2 separate regions of the Mus musculus genome follow, and region 2 is linked to region 1. A link is a contact called in public promoter capture Hi-C data. All regions are on one chromosome and are shown on one strand. The core of a region is the stretch at or near the end of the contact, and the rest is flanking DNA. Distances in the headings are between cores, read along the strand shown. Region 1 has its middle 6.4 kb from the start of Fabp1. Region 2 holds the start of Rmnd5a (required for meiotic nuclear division 5 homolog A).

Evidence for each region. Promoter capture Hi-C pulls out the DNA fragments that hold promoters and counts their contacts.
Region 2: a contact with region 1 is called in a promoter capture Hi-C map of liver, with 5 times the contacts expected there. The contact joins the promoter of Rmnd5a here to the enhancer-like site in region 1. A contact is called at or near these places in 8 of 39 promoter capture datasets (the 3T3-L1 cell line, cranial neural crest, embryonic stem cells and 4 more), 1 of 115 datasets of contacts at active chromatin or transcription factors (embryonic stem cells) and 1 of 9 other capture datasets (macrophages).

Annotation. Positions count from the first base shown.
Region 1 is chr6:71,189,856-71,197,098 of GRCm38.p6, forward strand. No RefSeq gene overlaps it. Among named protein-coding and RNA genes, the nearest start is that of Fabp1, 6.4 kb to the right of the region's middle. Within about 2 kb of position 3,631, at least 12 of the 459 cell types and tissues checked have an H3K27ac peak or open chromatin away from gene starts, as enhancers often do. A contact at or near this core is called in liver, where this site is marked.
Region 2 is chr6:71,437,705-71,444,518 of GRCm38.p6, forward strand. Rmnd5a (required for meiotic nuclear division 5 homolog A) reads right to left here and starts at 2,933. Exons shown (of 9, transcript NM_024288.2): 1 at 2,294-2,933. The coding sequence starts at 2,435.

The sequences.
Region 1 (7,243 bases), core at 2,381-4,880:
CTAGTGATATATTTTGTGTTCTTTAATTAGAACAGTCCGCACATTCTTTGAATCCCTTCCCACATCACCCCAGGCTGTCAAGAAGACATTGAAGACCATAAAGCAATGATCAGAAGGTCTCATTTTAGACAAGGACAGTTCTAAGAAGTCACTGTATAGAGAAAAGGTTGTCTGTTGAATGCACTTATCGTGTGTGTGTGTGTGTGTGTGTGTGTGTGTGTGTGTGTGTGTGTGTGTGTTTAATAGAGAAATTTACAGGCCAGCAAGATGGTTTAGTGAGCAAAGGTGCGTGCAGACCTGGTAACCTGAGCTCAATACCCAGAACCCACATAAAGGTGGGAGGAGAGAATAGGCTCCACAAAGTTGTCTTCTGATCTCCACATGATCACAGCGACGTGTGTGCCGCCCCCATTTTCATACCGTACACACACACACACATCAATAATATTTTAATTAATTAATTAAGGAAGGAAGAAAGAAAGAAAGAAAGAAAGAAAGAAAGAAAGAAAGAAGGAAAGAGAGGGATAAGCAAGATGGTTCAGCAATGAAGAGCACTAGCAACTCTTCCAGAGGACCACAGTTCAATTCCCAGCACCCTCACATAGCTCATAACTGCCTGAAACTCCAGTTCTAGGGATTTGCTGCTCTCTTTTGGCCTCCATGGGCACCAGACATGCATATTGTGCAAAAACATTCACACAGACAAAAAATCTATACACATAAAGTAAAATGATGATAGAAGTGCCATGGTCCAGCCACGGCACTAGACACTGAGGAAAATAGCAATAGGTGCTCTTGGTGGTTTTCCGGTTTTGCAAGGGCAAAAGTTGCTTGCTTTTGGTAATATTTACCTTTCTTAAATTTTACCTTTCTATTCTGTGGCCAAAACTTGCTGGCTTCTGGCTATTAACACCTGCTGTTTGGCAGCAGAGACTAAGGAAGGACTTTTATTACTCACTCAGGCTTTTTGTTCTTTTCTTCACAGGCCCCTTCATGATCAGGAGAGAGGCTGGGGGTTCTTAACTCTTTCTGAGCCAGAGAAAAGGGAAAAGAAAGTCACACTAGGAGAAAAAACACTCACTCTAGATGAAAAAGAAAATAGGCTTGAATCTCTCTTTACTTTCTGCTTTTAGTATATATACTAACTCTATAAAATTACCTTATACAACTAGCAGGTAAACTGTTATAACAGAATAATTGATAACATGATTTTCTAATTACTTTTACATTACAAATAAGTTCAATAAGTTTAAGACATTAATTCATGTCATAAATCAATAAGACTTAAGGAATAACAGCAGAATTGTTTACATATCTTTCCATTAAGACTAGCACCTGACTAAACGTTCATTATCTGTTATTAACCCCATAAGTTCATTATAAGCTTAAAGCAATAATTTGTATGTGACAAGTTAGCATAGTTTTGTCAAGAGACAAATCATCTGCTTTGTGTCTTACTAGTTTTGAAGTTTTGTATGGATAAACTAGTCTACATTTTATTTTTTGTCCTTGCACCTAAAATAATTGTCCCTTCCCAGTTTATTACCTTTAGTTACCAGAGAGTGGTCTCAGCTAACCTAGAAGGAATGTTTCCCATGATCATAAATTTGTTCCAAGTCTGCTTTCTTATCCTACTGCAATTAGCTCCTGTCATATAAAGGTTTAAAGAGTTCTATTTGCAGTTATTCATTCTATAGAGGGCTCAAAATTACTTGTATACATTTGGGGATTCTATAAAATCATTATTAGAAATTATGAAATCATCAATTTACCTATACAACATTACTACATAAGAGTATGTCTTCATGTTGGTCTTTGGAAAATCTGCCCAATAGGGTGGGCTATAATGCCCAGGAAATCATTAGGCTATGTAATAGTGACAGGAAAGGCATATCAGCAGTAAATGCAATCCTGGGGTGAAATCTCTGAAGGCCCTGCAATTCAGAGTTTGCCCGTCAGCCATGCAAAAGGGTGGTCCATCTCCAGAAAAGTCACTCCCATGCCTTAGTCTTTTGTAAGTGGTTTCTGCCATAAAGCATTTTTTTTTAAAAAGACATTTACCTTGTGATGGTTGGGTTGGCTCAACAGTTGGAGAAAGGCACACTTACCACACAGGCTTCACAACATGTTCAAGCCCCAGAACCTGCAGCAGGAAGACAGCATCAACTCCCCAAAATTATCCACACTCATCATATGTATACACACACACACACCACACCACACCACAGCACAAATAACAAATCATAAATTAAAATTTTAAAAAAGAAATTCACTTTAAAATAATTCTCTGTATGCATATACTTTTACCATTTGTTAAAGATAGGAGCAATTTTGCATGTAAATAAGATGAATGTGTTTGTTTATTTTTACATGAATAAATCTTGACCTAATATTTGACACTGTAGGGTATGGGTACTGTAACATGTTTCAGAGTTGATCAGAATTCTGATTCTAGAGTGGTCAATTCTGAAAATATGACTTCACATAAATACATCATACAAAATGGCAGAAGTGCATACAGGACCATTTGAGAAGTTGGAATTTCTGTCCAGCACAAAATTCACTGAATGATTTTTTTAAAAAAATAAAACTCAGCAATGGAGACAGGATTTTTAAAAAGCCAAACATCTTAACACAATATAATCAAAAGATATACTACTTTGATACCTATATGCCAAAGAATGGCATTAAAAATATTGCCTTTGCTTTCTATAATTAAACTGTGATGTTTCTATAAGAACAGAAAGCTTAGTGTGCAGAGTCAAAATACCACTGCATACACTAGCAAGATTTTGCTGAAAGGACCCTGATATAGCTCTCTCTTGTGAGGCTTTGCCAGTGCCTGGCAAATACAGAAGTGGATGCTCACAGTCATCTATTGGATGGAACACAGGGCCCCCAATGGAGCAGCTAGAGAAAGTACTCAAGGAGCTGAAGGGGTCTGCAACCCTATAGGTGGAACAACAATATGAACTAACCAGTACCCCCAGAGCTCATGTCTCTAGCTGCATATGTAGCAGAAGATGGCCTAGTAGGCCATCATTGGGAAGAGAGGCCCCTTTATATGCCCCAGTACAGGGGAACGCCAGGGCCAAGAAGTGGAAATGGGTTGGTAGGGGAGCAGGGTGGGGGGAGGGTATAGGGGACTTTCGGGATAGCATTTGAAATGTAAATGAAGAAAATATCTAATAAAAATTGAAAACAAAACAAAAACAAACAAACAAACAAAAACCAGCAAGGGTTCCAAGGATTGAACTCAGGTTGCCAGGGCTACGCAGCTATCACCTTTACTTGATGAATCTCCACAGCCATTTGCAGTTGTGGTTTGGCATCGGGTTTGACTTTTGCCCCCCTACCCCACTCCTACCCAGTTATCTCCTTCAGAAGATAGACTTCTAAAAAACAAAACAACAAAACCCTCACCATGGTCTGTTAAGACAGGTCTCACTTTAGGCCAGAACATAGTTGCCACAGGGAAATTCCATGCGGTTGCCACAGGGAAATTCAGAACTGAAACCAGGACTTTGTGCATAATAGGCAAATAACTGTCGCCGAGCAATAGCCCTAGCTGCAGGGAAGTTCTTTAAAGAACTGACTAGTTTGCCCCAAGCCTGGCTGGAGAGTGGGCGTTGAACCTTCACAGTTTTCAGATGAACTCATCCCTCACCCCAGGTTCTAGGAACTCTGAGGAAAGTAGAAGCTTCATTGAAAAGCAATGAGATCAGGCTAGGTCGTTTGGGCCATTGCCAGAGCTGGACACAGACTCAAGTGGCCAGTAGCTTGGGTCCACATGGCCTGTAAGCAGAAACCTAAGGCTCCAGCCTGTAAGAGACTCAGCAGAACCATCAGCAAACCTGAGACTGGAGACACTACCCACTAGGCCATAGTGATGGGGAAGAAGACCCACCCCACCCACCCCTGCCAAGCCAAGTGATAACTTATAACTGGGTCCTAGACCAGGGACCCTGCTTAAGAAACTGTCAAGGGCAAAAAGCCACGTGTTCTGACCCTAGAGCTTCACGCTCTCAAAGGACTCAAGAGTTTTCACCAGTCAAAGAATATTATGACCATAACAGGTAAGGAAAATGGAGCCCTGATGAGGCTCAAGGGTCATTAGTAGGCTTAAGGAAGAGCAGCGCCTTAACCCAAGCTCTTAACTTCTGTAGCCCAGGGCTGAGAACAAAAGAGACTGCATCTCTGAGCTGATCACAGTCCAAAACTGTGCCTGGGGTCTTGGAAGGTTTTGTGGTTTTGTTTGTTTTGTTTTGTTTGTTTGTTGGCGCTACGTGAACTTGTCATTGTAGTTGACCTTTGACTCTTTACCTGGTTGCTCAGTGAGTAGGTGGAATATGTCATCATGTTCACCTAATTTTTATGTAAAACTATGCACAACTGTGACTTTAATTTGCTTATTATTGTTCATTTTTACTGTGTATATGTCTCTGTAAGTTTATAATGCATGATTGCAGGTGGCCACAGAGGTAAGAAGAGGCCATCAGATCCCCTCGAACTGGAGTTGCAGGTGGTTGTGAGCCACATGGGTACTGGAAAGTGAACTCTGACCCCTGGAAGAGCAGCAAATGCTATCAACCACTGAGCTATTTCTCCAGCCCTGATTTTTTTTTTTTGAGATAATTTTTTACACTGCAGTCCAGACAGCCTCTAACTTACTATGTAGCCCAGGTATGCTTCATACTCAAGGAAATCCTCCTGCCTCTGCCTCCCAAGTGCTGGGATTACAGGTGAGAGCCACACAGTATTGCTTTTGGAAATAGCCACTAACTCTGTGGCTTGATGACTCATGCATCCCCCTCAAAATCTTGACTTAAGAACGCTATTAGTGTTGTCTACAGATGGGCATGCCTGAGGTGTGAGGTCTGGGGCAGGGGGAGAATCCTCCTCTTGCATCTCCTAGCCTGTTTTACTTGTTTCCTTCCTGTTAGGCTGGCTGTCAGTCTAAAAGTCTGCTGCAGCATCTCCATCTGCTATGCCAGGCCCTGGACCAGCCTCATGTCCCCAGAGTTGGTCCCCATTTGTAAGGCATTTCCTACATAGGGTAGACAGTGAGTGAGAGGCCAAGCAGAAGTTCCATTAGAACTTGTGTTGTAGAGTTCATGTGTCCTTCTCTTCCTCGGATTCCAGAAAAGCTACCCAAGACCCAGGCTTTCCCAGAGACCTCTGGAATTGATGTTGATTTGCTCTAGGTAGGAAGTTTCATGCCTTCCTTCCCATGCCTGCCTTAGACTCCAGAAAGCTGCAGCTTAACATCTATGACCAAGGGAAGAAGACATGTGTGAGACATGTCAGATATTGCTTTTACATGAGTATGATATCCCTTGGGCAGCTGGCTGTGGGGGGGGGGGGCATGCTATATAGAGGGCGCTGCCCACAGATCCTCCCAAAGTAAGAATTGCTGGGTGGGCTGGAGGGGCATGACTCTATCACTATTACCTTGGTGAGTATTTCATTGGTGGTAGACTGCAAAGTTCCTAGGTTTTCCCCCTCCCTCTTTTCTGCCCTCCCCTTTCCTTCATTTCTATCTTTTAGCTGCTATGATAGGCACCATGTGCCTACTAGTTACTATTCCACCATGTTGGACTAGCTCTTTAGACAGGTGGTAGATGAAAAGGACTGAATGAGGGGCAGAAGCTCCTATTGGACAGGTTAGTGACAGCATATGTGCCTGTTCTAGATACAGCCTGTCTAATACATCTGGCTGCTGAGGACAGCCTTGTACCTATAGTAGGAGTGTTTCTGTTCCAGAATGTAGAAGTCTTCAGAATCCGAATTGGTGACAGCTACTGATCCCTAAGACTGATGACCCTCTGAGGAAACAGAACTTCTCTTGGGCAGATCTGCCACCACCAACTCAAACTGTCCTCAGTTTTTAAACTCAAGGAATAAACAGACTTGTAGATAGCCAAAGCCGCTGGCTCCAGTGCTTAGCTGCTTAGGAACCACCACTCAAATTCCAACTTCATGCTGGGATGCTGCGCCTACATTCTGCAACGAGCACACAAATCCAGCCTTTTTAGGTTTGTGCAGCCATCATGGCACACCGAAACACCAAGCCCCGAGTTTCATTGACCCCACATTCCGGTGGAAGTGGCTCTCTATGACAGATATAATGAAAGGAGCTCAGGTATGGTCATAGCTGTTTCACGGGGCTCCACTCTTGCATGATCATCAGACAGGCATAGGTCACCTGTGCCTATGAGCCATATCTCCAGCCCAACAACTCCATCTTCAGAAGCCTTTGAAGGAGAAGGAAAGGGTTTAAAACAAGGATAGCATTCACTTTGAAGAAAAGAACTAGCACCAGAATCAACTCTGGCAAAGCAGGGGCTTTGCCCAGTGGAGGTATCTTAGCAGCCTGTTGCTCTAAACCCTCACTGGTTCCTCTTATTCCTGTTTGCTCACTTGTTTGTTTGAGTTTAGTGTATTGAGTAAGAGGGCAGCAGACTTGGCAGTCACTGGAGCACTGCCTACAGCCTCATAGGTCCCTCTGCTTCCCTTCCAGGCCTTTTCTGGTCTTCTGTACAAGGGAATCATTGCTTTCTCCATCTTGTTGCCCAGGATGCAGTTTCAAACAAGCTTTCACTAAGTACTTCATCCAGTCATTTACACACACACACACACACACACACACACACACACACAAGATCCCCCAACAAAATTCCAATGCAACTTCTTAACAGACTAGACTTTTAAATTCATTACTTAGGTAAATACAAAAATTCAGTGTCCCACTTAGAGATTGGTGTCTAGATCATCCCCTTCCTAGACTAAGTCACATTAAAAGATATACATTCTAGGCTCAGAGCAAGAAGGTACCTTGCGTGTTCTCATTATCCTTTGAGCCACTTTGCCTACTCTGTCCTAGTGTGCAAGCAGTTGGGTAACTACAAATGGACATAAATTCTTAACACACAAGGATGCTCAGGGACAGCCCTAATTTGATATTGAAGTGACCAAGGTAGCATCATCTTGTCCTGGCTCCATTTTGTGTTTTCTTAGATAGCTCTCGGCCCTCTTCCTCATAACAGTCACACCAGCCTTGGCAACACATATGAGATTTTCACGACCCTGACTATGGTCCAGATGTATTAAGTTTATACAAACTTAACACAAAATAAACTAAGTGAAGAAGGTATAAGTCAAAAATAATTGTAATGAAAATAATTACTAAGATAATTACTATGAACTGTCAAAAAATGAATGTTTCATGGTTACTCTGACCCTC
Region 2 (6,814 bases), core at 1,683-4,182, 250 kb after region 1:
ATCCACTGCCCGTCACCTGCTTGAAACTCTAACTTAGAAATTAGTTGCTTCAAGAAACCCGCAATCATTTCTGAGTTCGAGGCCTGGTCTACAAAGTGAGTTCCAGGACAGCCAGGGCTATACAGAGAAACCCTGTCTCGAAAAACCAAAAAAAAAGAAGAAGAAGAAGAAGAAGAAGAAAAAGAAAAAAAGAAACCCGCAATCAAATACCAAAGCATGTTTATCTTTATCTTCACTCAAAAGAAACAAGACTGCCTTAAGAACCTGACCTAATATCCGTATGTATTTCTTTCGTGTTTAACTACTTTTCATTACTTAATTCTAGTCAACTGATTAAAGGAAAATAACAGATGCCACAGAGGCATTGTTACACAGAAATGTTTAAAAAAAAAAAAAGAGGCTGCCAATCAAGAACAAGCCCCACTACCTGTTATAACAGCATGGTATATACACTGTGCCTACTACCCCTCACACCACAGGCTTTGTGAAACATTCCCTTACTAGCAAAGAGGCCTAAAATCCCTGACCTGGCAATTTTTACAATCATTTTAACCATCTGGAACTGACTGCAACTTCCCTAAAACAAACCTCACCACCACTTCTCCTCTTCCATAATCACTCTTCTGGAAAGGACTCTGTTCTCTATCTTTTCTCTCTCAAGCAACCCCTCAATCTCTGACCTGGTCCCCCAAAAGGGAGTATTCCTTCTGCCTCTCCAGGTGTAGGCCCTATGTTCATTCTCGTCCCCTACTGGCTTTCTCCTTTTCGGTCAAAAGACAAAGATGTCCTCTGGGAAAGGGGGGTGTTCGGTGTCTTTAAGCCCTGAGCTAGGACCACCTTGGATTGACTGCCTTCTACTTCGGTATGCACTATTTTTTTCTTAGCCTGAAATAATCTGGTTTGTCCACAAAATGTCAAGTACCAGCTAAGCAGCTCTCTTTTTATCCTTTTCTGCCCTTTTCATTTCTGCTCTACTTTGGTTGTGTTTAGAGCCTAAGATCTTTCATCTCACATCCTATGATCTCCACTGTCCTTCTAGAAATATCTGAAAACACAGAGGGGCACACTGGGAATCCCAACACTAGAAAGATGAAGACAAGATTATAAATTCAAAGCTGGCTTGGGCCACACAGAGAGATTTTACCTCAAAACACCACAAGCAAAAGAAAACAACCAATTTTAGCTCACATATATTCCAAGAATATCTATATCTATCCATATATGTGTGTATGTATATATGTAATATATATATATATATATTATATATACACCTCACATATATTCAAACCCTTTAATCTCATGAGTCAAAATTCAACAGATTTTCTCACACCCCACCTTATTCTGTTAGCATCAAGTATACCATCACCATCAATTCAGTCAAATAATCTTTTCGCATGAAGCCATCAACATGTTTTGCATATATTTATACAGCGTTCCAAAGTGACAGCTGTGTCAGAAGTTGTCAGACTCCTTTACCAGGGAGGAGCAGTCACCCACAACTGAAGTGTTTGGGAAATAAAGGTGTAGAGGAAAGGAGAGGAGAGGCAGGGCTAACACTGCCTTAATCTCACCTGCTACATCCTCATTTCTCCCTGACTAATAAATATCCCTTTAATTTCTGTTCAGCCCACAAAACTGACAAGGGCCCGGACTCTTGAGTAAATCCATAATATTACAAGTCCTTTATCTCTCATTCAGAAAGAGTCAGCATTGTGGCTCCAAGGTACCAGACCTTTAGTGTTATTTTTAAAACACAAAACTCTTTCTCAGAGTTAGCCTTGGCATCTGTGGTACAAGACGTAGGGCCACTGATGAAATAACGTAGGCAAAACACCTTCTACGGAAAAGCTGTTTTCTGAAAGGATTATTAACAAGTACAAACTGGACTAGGTAAGTAACTAGCAACTCGACATCTGCCCGGTCGGACTGTACAGAGGCTACAGCAGGGACGCTGAATGGTTTAAATCGGCCGGCTTCCTAGGAAGAGTTTAGAAGAACTGCCTGCCCACATCAGTCCAACTCTGAAGTTGCAGCAGCCGATGATGTAGAAACCAACCCACAGCTAAGAACGTTAAACTAAGAACCATCAGGGAGAAAAGTCTGCGAGGCCGAAAACTAGACAAAGTCCTGCGCAGACCCTCGTTATCACTCGCACACCTGCGGCCCGCAGGACCCCGCAAGACCCCCAGCCCCGCCCCAGGCCACCGCGTTTCCGGGCGGGTCGCCGCGGCCTGGGGACCAGCAGACGCAGCGCAGGGCCCCGACCCCCGCGCGCCCACGCGCCCGCCCTCACCGTGGCTCTGCAGGATCTCGTGCTTGAGGCCGCCGGTGTAGTCGATGAGCTCCTCCAGGCCCCGCTCGCACAGCTGCCCGTAGCCCGAGAACTTGTGCAGCACCTTCTCCAGCTCGCGCTCCACCGTCACGCACTGATCCATGCCGGAGACCGCGGCGCTCGGCTCCCCGGCGCCCGGGGGTCCGCAGTGGTTCGGCCCGGGCCCCACCGAGGCCGCGTCCTGCTCCTCCTCCCCCAAGGCGGCGAGCGGGCGGCGCGGGAGGCGAAGGCAAGACGGGCGCGCTAGCCGCGGCGCCGGGGGAGCCCCGCGCAGCCTGTGCCCTCCCGCCCCATGGCGCCCCGGCCCCGCCGCTCGCGCTCGCTCGCCCGCCCTACCCGGCGCCGCGTCTCGCCCCGGGCCCCCCTGGCTCGCCGCGTTCGGCCGCCCCTCGGCGGCGCCGCCGATTGTTTTTGTTTTCACGGGAACCGGCCGATGACCTGGTTCTCCCGGGCGGCACCAATAGCCGCGGCCCGGGAGGGGGTCGAGCCTCCCTCACGAGCGGAGGAGGCGGCGCGGGCCGTACCAATCGCGGACTCGGCGAGGGGTCAGGGGGAAGCAGCGGGCGAGCACGGGCGGAGGGCGCGCGGGCGTTCTGAAGGTGTGGGCCGTACCACGCGGGAGGCCGTGAGGGAGCGCGGCGAGGGCGGGGCGAGGGCGGGGCGAGCGACGCAATTGGCCCGCGCAGCTGAACAGGGAACTTTAGCGATAGCGTCAACTACGCGGCCGGTAAACAAGAGGGTGGAAACCGTCCCCGGATGCTCCGCCCAGAAGCAGAAGAGTGACCAATCGACGCGGGGGTTAGGAGCGAGACAAACATCCTCCAATCCTGGGCCGAGGCGTAAAACTTCAGCCAATCCAGACTGAGGAGCCAAACCAATGCGCTCGCTGTTGGAGGGGGGTTGGCTTGAAGAGCGGAGCTTGGCGCTTCTACTGGGAAGCCGCGAGGGGAAACATGACAGCAATTAACGGGGCTGTTTTCTCCAGGATTTCGCCCTGATTGCAATTTGTGTTTTCTCCGCATGGAATTTTGGCCGGAGTTTCGACTGAGAGGCCCACCTCCGGGGCCAAAGGATGTCTGTCTGGCCGCCTAGTGGCGGAGGGCCCGGGCGGGGTCACTAACCCGATGGAAGGTGGTAGCTCTTAGAGGGATGGCCCGCGCCCAGCGTTGGCTCGTTCTTGACGCCCCTCGGCCTGCAAGTGGCCTTCCCTGTCGCCTTGTCCACGTGCTGGGCATCTTGGCGGCGGTCACGAACACGCGTGGGCGAGCTGAGCAACCTGGCCCTTGCTCCTTGCCCTTACCTTGGCGTAGGGCTTTTGCCCTGGTTTACCACGGGGTTCTGGCCTTGGCCTGTGCCCTCTTGCTCACCAGGCTTCTACCCTACTAGCTTTTCGTCAAGTCCCTGCCTCACAGCCTGGGCCTGGGAGAGTCCGCCTTCCTGGGCCTGCAGTTGCCAGCTTGCTTGCCTGCTCATAGCATTCCTACTTCCACCATGGTTGTATCACCTCTGCCTCCCCGAATTTTCTCCATCAATTCATTGTATCTCTTACAGCACAATTTTTTTTTTCTCTCACACATCACTTGTCAAAGTCTAAAATAATAATTGTTTGGAGTTTTGCTTGTTTTGGTTGCACCACTTAAGTAATACTATGAAGGGTAACCCCTTTTGTTGTGGCCTGTTTGTTTCTAGAACACAGCCAGCACCCTGGTGGACAGTCTTTCTTTTCCTTTAATTCAGGTGGTAACCTTTTTAAAGTTCAATTTCCGTTTTTATAATGTGGCAGCTAGTGGGCGGGTGGTTATATATGATGGCCTTTAGTGGTCCTGGATATTTGGAAGTTCAGCTGATGGTATTTCAGGGCTCCTTTCTGTCCCTCATCACGCCATTTGCTTTTAGTCCTCTTTCTTGGCAGATGGCCCTGATTCCTACTTCTCGAAAATAAAAAACCTTTTAGCTCCATCAATCTTGCCATTCTCCTCAAAAGGTTTTCTAGCTACCATCCATTTTGTGAAAATACTCAGGCATCCAAAAGAAGAAAGGGCCCTCTTCCTTTGTAAAACAAGCCCGAGGGTGCCTGGCATCATCTTACTGCTGTCTAGAGCGTCCTTGCCTGGCTGTACTTTAGTTCTTCCTGCTTGGGGATGGAGTGGACCTGACTTAGCAACCTTCACTTGACCCCTCTGAAGCTGTTTCCTTCTTTAGCTGCCACACTGCACAGACAAACCTTGTTCTTCCCCTTGAACCAAGGATCTCCTTGATAGTTTCAGTCACACCCACACTCTCTCTCTCTCTCTCTCTCTCTCTCTCTCTCTCTCTCTCTCTCTCTCTCTTCTTCCCCTTTTTTTTCCTAGAAGTTGTTTGAATAACTAAATAAATGAGATAATCCATGTAAGACCTTCAACATAATGCCTGGCGCATGTAAGAGCTATTCTTTTTCTTTTTCTTTCTTTTTTTTTTTTTTTTTTTTTCGAGACAGGGTTTCTCTGTGTAGCCCTGGCTGTCCTGGAACTCACTCTGTAGACCAGGCTGGCCTCGAACTCAGAAATCCGACTGCCTCTGCCTCCCAAGTGCTGGGATTAAAGGTGTGCGCCACCACGCCCGGCTGTAAGAGCTATTCTTAGCTACCAATCAGAAGTAATGACTCTTCACTAACTGCAGTTTCAAATCCAGTGAGCTGCATGATGCCCAGTGTGACCTGTCACAGCCCCATCCTACTACCCAGCACTGTTACTCTCAGTGTGAGCCGAGCACGGCTCATTCATGCCAAGCCCCATGCTGATTACTTATCATAAGCTTTCAGATTTTTCTCTTCCAGCAACAGGACAAATTCTATCTATTGATAACACCTGAGTCTGCACAGATACACAAAGTACCAATCCCAGGTAGCTACTTAAAATTCATGTGAAATCAAAAATTCAGTTCCTTAAGTGTACTAACCACATTTCAGATTCTCAGTAAGCTACGGTGACTAATCAGGATATCTCCCTCCATGGTGAGAGGTCTAATAGTGCTGATTGAGACCATGACCACAGTAAAATTACTAGGACTTCATGCAACATGGACATGCCCCATAGTTTAGTATCTAGTTGACTACACCTTGTGTGTTGGCCTGGCTAATCTATTGTCAACTTGGCAATATTAGTTATTTACAAAAAGGAACCTCAACTGAGAAAAACTCTGTCTGTCAGGCCACCTGTAAGCAAGGCTAATAACTATTCTCTGGAAAGACCAGCTCACAGAGAGTGTGTGTCACCTCTAGACAGGTGATTCTAGGTTGTCTAAGAAAGTAAGCTGAGCAAGTCAATAAGCAACACTCCTCAATGGCCTCTGCTTCAGATCCTGCCTCACGTTCCTGTCTTGATTCCTGTCCTGACTTCCCGATGGAGTGTTATAATCAGAAATAAACCCTTTTCTCTCACGTTGCTTTTGTTTGTGGTGCTTTATCACAGCAATGAAAACCCTCACTGAGACATTCACTTAACTACATTGGTAGTTCCTAGATCAGAGCTGACTTCTTTTCCTTCTCTTTGACTTAAACAGAAAAGGTGCTCTCAAGTGTACGTTGAAGGAAAGCAGGAAGTTAGGTGAGAAGCTTCAGAGATACACTAGTGCTTGGAAAATCAGAGACTTTTCTGTCCCCTTTTGGGATGGGTCTTCTCACACAGTCCATAACTGTGTTAATCCCAAATGCTGGGTTCTCAAAGAAGGATCGTTAGAAGCAAGAAGTATTGGAGGGACTGGAGAGATGGTCTGGGGGGTAAAAATCCTTGCTACTCCTCAGGAGGACTTGGTTTTAGTTCAAAGCCAGCAATCTGTAACTTCAGTTCCAGGGGATCTGATCCCCTCTCAAGGCACTGAACTTAGATGGCTGAGTGTAAAGACTTAAAAAATTAAGTAAGATGAAACTTTAAAAAAGGATAGGTTTGAGTGTGAAACGTTCCCTGTGGGCTCGTGTATGATCACCTGATCCCTATCTGGTCTCAGTAGTTGGGAATTCAGATTTTTCTCTTCCAATAACAGGACAAATTGTATTTATTGGTAACACCTGCGCCTGCACAGATATACAAAGTATATGTAGCTACTTAAATTAAATTAAAATTTCTGGAAACTGTAGGATGGGTAGCTTCATTGGAAGAAGTAGGTCGTGTGGGTGAATCTTGGAAAGTTACTGCTGGTTCCCAGTCCCTCCCTTGATCTCGGATTTTCGCCTACTGTGAAGTGAAGATCCTTCTCCATGCCAGGCTTCTGCCACAGCTGTGTTCTTCCTGGGTTCACGAATCTGGATGGACTCCTCTCAAACCATCAGCAGGGTAAACCTCTTCCCCTTTTAAGTTGTTTCTGTAAGCAGTTTGTCACAGCGATGAACAGATATGGGAGGGTCACTCAGTCTCCAGACCAGCCACAAATAATATCTCTATGATTTTTGCATTTTTTAGAACCACAACGAGAAATTTATACACACAAGGAAAGTCCTGTGTGGTG